Linked DNA regions of Mus musculus: region 1 is linked to region 2. A link is a contact called in public HiChIP or PLAC-seq data. All regions are on one chromosome and are shown on one strand. Each heading gives the region's core, a stretch centred on a gene start, on an enhancer-like site or on the middle of the called end of the contact. The rest is flanking DNA. Distances are from core to core; before and after follow the strand shown. Region 1 overlaps Tprg (transformation related protein 63 regulated). Region 2 overlaps Gm31814 (a long non-coding RNA gene).

Region 1 (5,359 bases), core at 1,653-4,152, 1.2 Mb before region 2:
TCTAGGAAGATTTCCAAGACTATCTACCATTACCTAAATAAAAGGCACTCCAACTCTCATAACTACCAACGTAATTATGTTTCTCACAAAGGGGAGATGGGGGAAGGAAGGAAGGAAGGAAGGAAGGAAGGAAGGGAGGGAGGGAGGGAGGGAGGGAGGGAGGGAGGGAGGGAGGGAGGGCAGTGAGCATCCATCATAAAAAACACCATCAGCTCACCATTTCCCGAGATGCTCTACCCTCTCTCACCGCGTGGATTTAGTCTCACCCCATGTTTCAGGTAATGAAGCCTGTTCTACTAACCAAGTTCATCAAATTCCAATCACCTATTTGTACCCAGTCTCCAAGGCCATGCCATAGTCTGTTTGTTTCCTTCCTGTTTCTTGGGTATATCATAGCTAATTGTTGCCAGCGTATGGACTCAGCTCAACTGCCACAATCACTTTGTACCTCACAGCATACTTTTCCACATCCCTGAGTTATCTCTGCTATTACCCCAGGCATCATTAGTAGCAAAGGCTGTATCACTTAGGTCCACAGCACTTCAATAGCTGAAGTAGCGACTTAGATGTATTCACGTGCTGTGCATGCTTTTTTTTTTTTTTTTTTTTTTTTTTTAAGAACGTGTTTGAACTTGGCTTCGCATAGTATTTCTATGCATGCTGCCTCATGTCTTAGTCAAGCTGTCAAGAACAAGGCTGATTCGGAGGAGTACAGCCAATAAGGAAAAGGCCCAGAATCTCCCCACAGGCCTTCTGTTCTTTTCTTCTTGGGGTAATAAAAAGACATACATACACACATACAACACCTTCATCCTAGCACATATTTGATAAATTACCTACTTATGGGCTATGACTGTAAGAGTCAACTATGACTTCAGTTTCCAACATACACTATTCACTAAATTTTCCAGTTATATTCTTGAGAAAATATAGTATTCTTTCTTCAAAGAAGAAATTAAAATAGTGATCAAAGCTAAGCAAAAATATTCTAGAAACTCTGTGCCCTGTCTTATGGTATGGATGCTAAGTGTTCTCAGGAGGGCCATGTGGTAAAAGCTTGGCCACAGCCTATAGCAGTTCTTGGACATACTAGAACTTTCTGGAGATGGACCCAATAAGGTGGAGTTAGATTACAGGGACACCACCTTGAACTTTGCCTCTCCTCTTTTTGCTTTCTGGTGACCATGACCTGAGCAGACTTCTTCATCAAACACTTCAGCCATGGCTGCCTCATCTCAGGCCTCAAGACATGACCAAGAGATGACATAAACTATAAAAACTGAGCTAAAAATAGATCTTTTCTTTTTTTATTTTAAGTTCATTTAAGTATTTTCCTGAGTGGACAGCCGGTTGAGACACCCTCAACACCTTGGGCCTGGTGAAGTCTGCGTGATACTATCAGGTTCCATGCCTCAATGAAGAACACCTTCTATATTTTACACATGAGAACCTCTAAAAAATAAAAAAAGATCAGTCTCACAAAGCTTAACTTCTATAAATATAGAACTGCCCACCCCAAGTCCACAGTGATGTTGATCTGGAAATGCATCCAGTTTAAAGACATATAATTACATTCTGGGGCATTTTTAAAGAAAAAAATCATTTCTGTGGCCAAACTTAGGAACTGTATCCCATATCCCAGAGGTTTCACTCCAATGGCTGTGAGTAGCCCTCTGTTTCCCAATAGCTACAGGCAAACTGTCAGTCTAGCTAAATTAGATAAGGAAGGACGCTCATTTCCTTGGACTTCAGACCAATGAAAACCTTTCAACTATAAGAATTTTTGCAAGAAAGGATTTGAAGTAGCAAGGCATCTGTATCTCAAAATAGGCTGTCATCAGGCCATTTTCAACATATATTTTTTTTCCTTCTGGCTTCTAGACAAACACAACACGATTTCCACATAGGAGTGGGCAGACAGCACCTTCGTCATAGTCTTTGTGCTGGTCAATGGAAAGACCTTGGGGGCAGCTTCCAATATGCCTGGGCACGTTCACAATTTTTGTGGCTTTTCTCAACAGTGTTTTCCAGTTAAGAACTGTGAACATTTCAACCACAAGCTAAGGGCCCCCCAATAAAGGTCTATGTCATGGAAGATGGGGTACACTGAACTTTAAGAAAGCCAACACTTAGGAAAGATAGCGATTTTTTTTTCTAGGCTAATCAGTGGGGAAAAGAAAGAGAGACGGAGACCAATTAGACAGCAAGGACTGAACAACCTATTCCGATCGTCTCCTCCATCCATCTTTGTGCAGGGACAATAGTAATAAGCCTGGGTTGAGAACTCGTGTCCCCAGTCTTCGTGTGACCCCCCCCCCCCCCCCCCAGAATGTGCTCTTTGTCACTGTCTACCAGGATAATCAGCTCAAGGAGGACTGAAATGAAGGAGAGAGTGAACATTTTTCAAATTCTGGATCTTTGGAGAATCCTTCCTGTAGCCTCCTCTGAGTGAGCCCCCTTCACTCCTTCTGTGCCACCTGGGTCACAAGTATCAGCATTTGCCACACGCCGTATACTTAATACTTCTCCAATCTCACCGTTTGCCCCGGAAAAACGAATACTTCACACATTGCTCCCCAGAGCTCAGCTCTGGCATGCTTGGCACACTGCAAGAACTGAATAGATACTGAATTAATGGGCTGACTCCTAACTCCATGGAGATAAGGAAGAGAAGGGGGAGGAGGGCGACTCTTAGAGAAGCTGACTTCCACTTCACTCAGGGAAAATCATGACAAGCAAAGTCTTCCCCAAGTCAATTCTGTTTTACCAGAAGTCCTCTGAGGCTGGACAACTAACAGTCCGGATGCCCGAAAAGGGAAGTCTGCTTTGAATGGTCACCAGTTTACTGATTCTGTGAGTATTCCATTCCAGGCCATTAGCCTCCTGGTTGATCTATGAGAAGAGTCTCTCGCGCCACCTTCCTGTAGGAGGCGGTACTGTCTCCCAGGTCTGTCAGCATCTGAGCTGGCTACTGAACTCCACTGAGCTCTGGCAGTAAATTTAAAGAGAGAACTTTGAGCAGGAGAGGTCTGCGGTTGGGAAATCATCTTAATCATCCACGATTGAGCGGATTTGATTAGAAGAGTGATCTCAGCAGTCAACATGAAACCTTACACAGACAGTAGGAGTCTCCGATGCATTCCCAGAAGAAAATCCCCGCAAATGAGATCTGAAAATCGGTCATATCCCCTTTTTCTTTTTTTTGAACTGTCACTTTATGGATTCGAAAGGAAATTCGTGTACAATCACAGAGCTAGTGCCTTGTAGAGTTGGCACAAAATTCAGCTGATTACAAGGCCAGAATTCATTTCGTTGCCCAATGCTGTGGAGCCCACTATAATATAACACTTAATTATACAGGTTTGGCAATACAAGCCAAAGCATATCCCAAACATAATAATAGATGCTTAAACTACATATGGGAAAAGCATGCTATAACTTGGTTAGCCTATGACGTGAAGACATTCTGAAGGGACTGTTTGCACTGTTTTCCCACCAAGGGCTGAGTTGTACTCTTGTACCAGGTGGGGAGGGTTAACTGTGCTGTAAACTGTAAAACACATGATCTCACCAAGAGTCCAAACCAAATTCAAGAGACTGCATATGAGCAAACCACTAGGCTTTCCAATAGAGTACCTGCTTACACTGACCAACATCCCTGAAATGCTGTTATTAATTTCCGTCTTTACTGATGAGAATTGGCTGACAAGAAATAAGAGTCAGTATGTGAAGCCACTTTGCTTTGTGATCCAAGCCTGAGTTTTCCTGAGTAGTCAGGGCCCCACAGTTGTTTATGTCTCTGTAACTGTAATTTTACCTAAGTTGCTTTGCCCTTCTGGGTCTTATATAGTCTCTATGGGTCCCTCTATCTCCAGAATTTTTCTGACACAAATATTATGATTGGGAGAAAAGGATTTATAGGTCAATAATGTAGAGAAGTAATGAAACAGTTTTCTTTGAGGCTGTAACCCCTGGTGGGTCAACCACAGTCCCCTGGAAAGTCACATTTCCAGGACTACATGGCAATGCAAATTGGACTTGATGGGTTTAAATTAATGAAGAGGAAACAAAGTTAGGTGAGTGGGAAAGGTCTGGGAGGAGTCGGGGGAGGGAGATGAATATGTTTTGTGAAATTCTCAAAGATCTAATAAAAATGGCAAAAAACAAACAAACAAACTAAATGCAAGCACAATGGCCAGGAGAGTCAGTTCCTTTCTGCTAGATTCCTGTAACAGCTTATAACAACTGAGGGACCTCAGTGAAGGAGCAAGATGGCCACTATGTTTTATGTGCATGTGGACGAGCTTCAGTTATATACCATTATGGGTACAGCTGCGGCTGCAGCAGCCATCACCCTAAATGGAGCCAGGAATCAGCAGTTCTGAAAGATGCACAGCCTCAACATAACAGGGCCATTTCAACTCTGTACCCTAGAGCCTAAGGCTGTGCCTCTCCTTTGATGCAACTCAGAGAACTCATGTGTAAAGAAAACAACCCATCTCTTTACAGAACTGTAAGTGTAGTGGGAAACACCCTACACAGCCTAGCAACAAAGAGACTCAAGATGTCCCAGTATTTACTGTTTAGATGGTTGTTTCATAACAAGTGTCCTCAATTTCTTTATAAAATTCAAAATTAGCTATCATTTGTCTCTGCCCTGTGCCTGCGTGCGTGCATGCATGCATGAATGTGTGTGTGTGTGTGTGTGTGTGTGTGTGTGTGTGTGTGTCCCACCAGGACAGAGGTAAGTGTGCAGAGAATCTTGCAGCTCTGCCCTTCTGCACTTTCCTTAACCACTGCTGGAGCACGTCTGCTGCCACCCAGCAGCTGCCGGGGTAACTACATGGACTTCAGATATGCTGCATTTTAATGTAACATTAAAGATTGACAGCAAGCGAGAGCAACTCAAGAGAACAAGAACCCAAGATTCTAGACTCTAGGACAGATTGCTAGAAAAGAGCCAGCTCTGCAGAAAACCACTTTCTCCTTTGAGCCCCCAAGTCTTTAGTGGCTGCTCTAATTGTGCTTCAGGCTCCTGTCTGTCCTGACACCATTGCCCTGATACTGGAGGCTAACAGCACTTTCAGAAGAAAAGCTTCATCTCTAATATTTCCTTGTTATCCAGAGGAACAGACTTTGACACAACGCAAAGCAGGTGTCCTCGCATTATACAGTGAGTGCCAAGTAAATTTAGGGTCTGCTCAGGCATTCCTCGGGAGGGGTGAGATCCATCCTGATGTGTACCGGAATCCCTAGGCAGCAACTTCCTAAGGAGGTATTTCTCATTTAAATATAACTTCTTGGCAACCAAATATTTATCTGGAAGAAATTGGGAGTGGTCTTGTCCAATCAGGCACCT
Region 2 (4,835 bases), core at 1,131-3,630:
TCTGAACCTCTGTGTATGTCTTCCTTGTGTTTGGAGGCTTGCCTTCCAGATCAACATTCCTGTTTCATCTTGCCCCTCAGGCCTCATTATCCATGTAAATTCACTTCAGCCAAGCCACTAAGATCTTCCTGTAAATTCTAAATGTATCACTGAAGTCTTAGTTCCAATGAGTTAAGTTTTAGTAACTAATACCGTCAACTTTGACAAAAATTAAGTTTAAAATTCGTCATTACTTTGTCTCTAAGGCTCTTGGCATTAATTGCTCTGTCAGTACATGAGTATTTGCATGAAATACCACGTGGGATTCTTTTTAGGTCTAAGTACCCAAAAAGGTTCATTTTCTTTGATGAATTGCTAATGCAGCACTGATTCTAATTTATCTCTTTTGGGGTCGGATAACATGACACCCAGAGTCAATATTTTGTTAAGTTCTTGCAAATGTGTTATCTGTATAGACAACACTGCCCAATAGAAAGTCCTATAATTGTGGCAGTATTTTTATTTGCAATGATTGTCCAGTAAGAAGTCATTAGCTGCATGTGGCTAGTAAGCCTTAAAGTATGTCCAGTGAGCCCAAACTTTAAATCTTAAATCTTATTTAATAATGTAGCTAAATACAGTGGCTATCACACAGAGAGCGTGGAACTAGAGATATTGTAGTCTATTTTTATGATATTGGGTTGGTATTCATTTTTATACGGTCTTCTTTGTCCGTTATCGTGTTTTCTATGCGTTGCCTGACTTCTTTGTGGCTAGAGGGAAAAAGAAAGAAGTTAGAGTCGGATGACTCACATTTGTGTTTGGTTTGCTTTCTCTTGCTGTGATAAATATCAGGACCAAAAGCAACGTGAGGAGGAAAGGAGTTGATTTCAGCAGGAGCTCAGGGCAGTGACCTGAAAGCAAGAAGTGGAAGACACTGGCTTGCTTTCAGGCTCACATTCAGCTACCTCCTTACACAGCCCAGTCCCACCTGCCTAGGCTTGATGTAGCCCACAGGGCCTCCTTCACCATTAGCAATCAAGAAAGTGCCCACAGTCCACTCCAACGTGGGAAATTCCTCAACTGAGGCTCCCTCTTCCCAGAGGTGACTCAGGTTAATGTCCGGTTGACAGCTAAAGCTTCTTGTGGCAACATCTACATGAGGAATTGGTGTTAAAAGCAATGGGATTGTTTGTTGTTTGGGGGGAGTGGTCGGTCTCTGTCTCCAACCTCCCCACCCTGGTCTCTTTCTTCAGTTCTGGGAAAGTACACCGGCCTGTTCAACAGCAAAAGGAAGGCTTGATGCTGGTGTACTTTCCCAGAACTTTACTCATCCTCACGTCTTCTCAAACCAAAGAATCAGGGCCCTGAATCTGCACTTAAAACACAAGACAGATGGAGCCGTCATCTTTTTCAAGCCACTACAGGCAAATACTGTACTAACTTAAAGCAAATAGGAGCATCCACATCTCCTAAATATGTTCTGGGAAGGGAAGACCATCCTGAAAATTCAGGAACCCATTGCTTTTTATTAAGAAAATGGTTAAAAAAAAAAAAAAAAAAGCCTGGCGGTGGTGGTGCATGCCTTTAATCCCAGCACTTGGGAGGCAGAGGCAGGCGGATTTCTGGGTTCAAGGCCAGCCTGGTCCACAAAGTGAGTTCCAGGACAGCCAGGGCTATACAGAGAAACCCTGTCTTGAAACCTCCCCCACCCCCAAAAAAAAAAAAAAAAAAAAAAAAGAAAAAGAAAAGAAAAAGAAAAAGATGCTAGAGACAGTGAGGCAGGAGACTTGCTGCAAATTTGTGGCAAACCTGGGCTACAGACAGAGACATTGCCCCAAAATCAAAGTCAAAGTTCTAGTCAGCGCAGCTATGAACCATCTGGGTGGCACAACCATAGTCAAAGTTTCCTCTTCTTTCAAGTGAGAGGACAGGACAAAATGACCTTTAATTTCCTGTCTAACACGGTGATAGCCGAGCTAGCTGTGTGGAGCACTTAGCGCTGACGAGGAGAGTTATCTCTTGCAGTGATATGCAGGTCTAACGAACAGCTTTGTTTCCATTTCAAAGACTTCAACTTGTCCCAAACTGCACAGGAGGCAAATGGAGGTTTCTATCTGAATCTCACCATCTGGCTTCAGCAGGCCCCTCTTACCTGTTTTTCCACTCTGAAACTTAGTTTCTAACAGGCCAGGATGCCTTTGTTTTTCTGGATAGTTAAGGAATTGTGACCATTAAAGCTAGGGCTTTCAAAATAAATGCCCAACACAGTTCACATCAGTAGGTAGGTTTGTAACCAGTGAGAACAAGTGTGAGTACTGGACAAATAATATTACTAGCTGACTAATTGAGTATGCTTTTGTATGAAGAATGTGGGAGTGCGTGGCTCAGTCACAGTGCAACTCACTCACAGGGCTTAATACGTATGTCCTATGAGTCAAAGAACACAGGACACTCTCAGAAAGGGATAACTCAGTTAAAAAACAAACAAACCAAAAAACCCTTAACAAACACCTCTTAATGCTTGCTCAATCCTCCAATATCTCTAATGCATTGGTTCTAGTCCCTTAGTTCATCGTTACTTTGCTATTGATCCAGTAAGTCAGTAAATGTTTGTTTGTTTGGTTGTTTGGTTTTTCGTGACAGGGTTTCCCTGTATAGCCCTTGCAGTCCTGGAACTCACTTTGTAGACCAGGCTGGCCTTGAACTCAGAAATCTGCCTGCCTCTGCCTCCCGAGTGCTGGGATTAAAGGCGTGCGCCACCACGCCCGGCTGATCCAGCCAAGTTCTTATGCTCGTAAGTATGCTGGAAACAAAGAAACAGGAGCTTTGGGAATTTTAAGTTCAACCTAAACAGGATGAGGATTTTTCTCCAAATTACTATCAGAGCTATCCCTGGCCTCTGTTCTGTGCAGTTCACTGCCTTTCCCCTCTCTCTGACTGGGGATGAGAGCTGATTCCTCGGGAGATAGGGCAAAGGAAACAACTGAAATTTCATCTCATCTCTGCAGATGTCAGGAGCGATGGGACACCAGAGGCGGAAGAACCTATGTCCCCAGGCTACAGCAAAGCTCCCAGCCCTATGAAAATCATCTAGCCTGCTCTGAGCCACATGCCTAGAGGTCACAGAGGCATGCGGGAAAGTGAGAGGAAGTGGAAACGTGCTACAAAAAGGGCTCAAAGCAATGTGCTCACCACCGGAAAAAAAAATAAAAATAAACACCCTCAGAAATAGTGTAACTGATATGCAAAGAAGATCAAAACAAGGTTTAAAATATCTTGGCTGATTTAGAGTTGGTGGGGGTGGTAAATGAAGGGAGGGTATAAAAGTGTTAGGGCTACATGGCCCTCTGCAGCCTGTCCATGATGCGAGCCCTGAACCCCAAAGAAACAATATGGCATTTACAGGCTCAAAAAAACTGAACCATAGTAGCAAGGAGAATGGTCATTCTAGAGGTTATGGAATGGACTGAGGAGACTGGTAAAAAGAATGCAGAATTTCAGTTACACAGAGAAAATGGAGAATATTATTGCACATGGTGAGCAGAGATAATATAGGATAATAATATATTGTCCTCTTAAAAAAATTCCAAAGAATTTCTTTTCAGCATTATAAAAATGATAAGGTGATTCATACATTAATTAGTTTGATTTAGTCATTCCATAATGTGTACTGATATCAAAACATCATGCTATATGTCTTAAGCATGTGGAATTTAATTAGTCACTTCAAAGGATGAGTAAACACATAGAACTAATGTGGGTGGCACATGTTCTTCGGACTATCTCAGAGGCAGAGATGGACCCCAGAGCAAGAAGCTGGCTGTTCCTAAGCCCCAAACTCCTCCCTCTCAACCCTTGCTCTTCCTGAAGGCTCACCCTATTTACCTAACTTTATGTTCTTTCTTTCTCTCTTTAAAGAAAAAAGCCACCACCACCACCAACAACAACAACAAAGAAACAAATTTCCCAATGATCAAAACAAAGCCACTAAAAGATATGAAAAAACCAACCCACAAACAAGGAGTTTGTTTAGTGTTAGTACACTATTCCTGGGCATGGGACCTGCCCTGGGCTGTGGTTGGTAGATCCAGTGACACTCCATTGGAGAAAATGGACTTTCTCTTTCCCAGAAGCTGACAATCAATCCCAAATAACTTCTTAGGGGCGGGGCTCTGCATCTACTTCCCCTTCTCAGCACTAGGATTTAGTGTGGTTTAAACCTGCTTTCTTACACAACTCAGGACCATGTATCCCGGTATGGCACCTCCCACAGTGTACCAAGTCATCTCATAGTCATCATTAATCAAGAACATGTCTCACGGGTATATACCCACAGGTCAGTCTGATGGAAGGAAATCTCAAGTGAGAGTCCCTCTTTCTGGGTGACTCTACTTGGTGTCCAGTTGATGAAAGCAAACCAGACCAGCCTGCGGAGGCAGTTTGCATGCCTTCCTGATGTTCCTTTGCACTGAAGGTCCAGAGAGTGAGTGTTGTGGCAGATTCAAGCATTGGAATGTCAGGAGGAAGAATCACTATGAGCCAGGGTGAATCCAGAAATGTTTTTGTTTTTGTTTTTTTTTTCCAGGAGAAAGCATTTTGTAATGTGTTGAGGTGTAAACCCAGGGCAATACTCCAGAGGCTTAAATGCATGTTGTGGGGGTTCAAACAACCCCTAAAGGCTGAAGCAGTACAAATAATGTCAGGAGGACATTTCAAAGCCACCATTGTAAATGAATGCAAGGAGACTCCAAATGAATGGCTGCAGTTTTAACTGTTGGGTGTTTAGGAGTTGCCGAGCGTCTGTGAATGGACAAGTCATCTGAGAACAATAGTATTATAGAAAGCTTTTTATT

What was found. HiChIP or PLAC-seq counts read pairs in DNA pulled down with a chosen protein or histone mark.
Region 1: a FOXA1 HiChIP or PLAC-seq map of pancreatic cancer cells shows a contact between it and region 2. The contact joins two enhancer-like sites. A contact is called at or near these places in 2 of 15 datasets of contacts at CTCF or cohesin (both in the NIH/3T3 cell line) and 1 of 115 datasets of contacts at active chromatin or transcription factors (pancreatic cancer cells).

What each region holds. Positions count from the first base shown.
Region 1 is chr16:25,374,439-25,379,797 of GRCm38.p6, reverse strand. The region is part of intron 4 of Tprg (transformation related protein 63 regulated); the gene reads right to left. Among named protein-coding and RNA genes, the nearest start is that of Tprg, 90 kb to the right of the region's middle. Within about 2 kb of position 2,902, at least 33 of the 459 cell types and tissues checked have an H3K27ac peak or open chromatin away from gene starts, as enhancers often do. A contact at or near this core is called in the NIH/3T3 cell line and pancreatic cancer cells, where this site is marked.
Region 2 is chr16:24,184,441-24,189,275 of GRCm38.p6, reverse strand. Gm31814 (a long non-coding RNA gene) reads left to right here. Exons shown (of 3, transcript XR_003951916.1): 3 at 2,991-3,219. Among named protein-coding and RNA genes, the nearest start is that of Gm32126, 27 kb to the right of the region's middle. Within about 2 kb of position 2,380, at least 31 of the 459 cell types and tissues checked have an H3K27ac peak or open chromatin away from gene starts, as enhancers often do. A contact at or near this core is called in the NIH/3T3 cell line and pancreatic cancer cells, where this site is marked.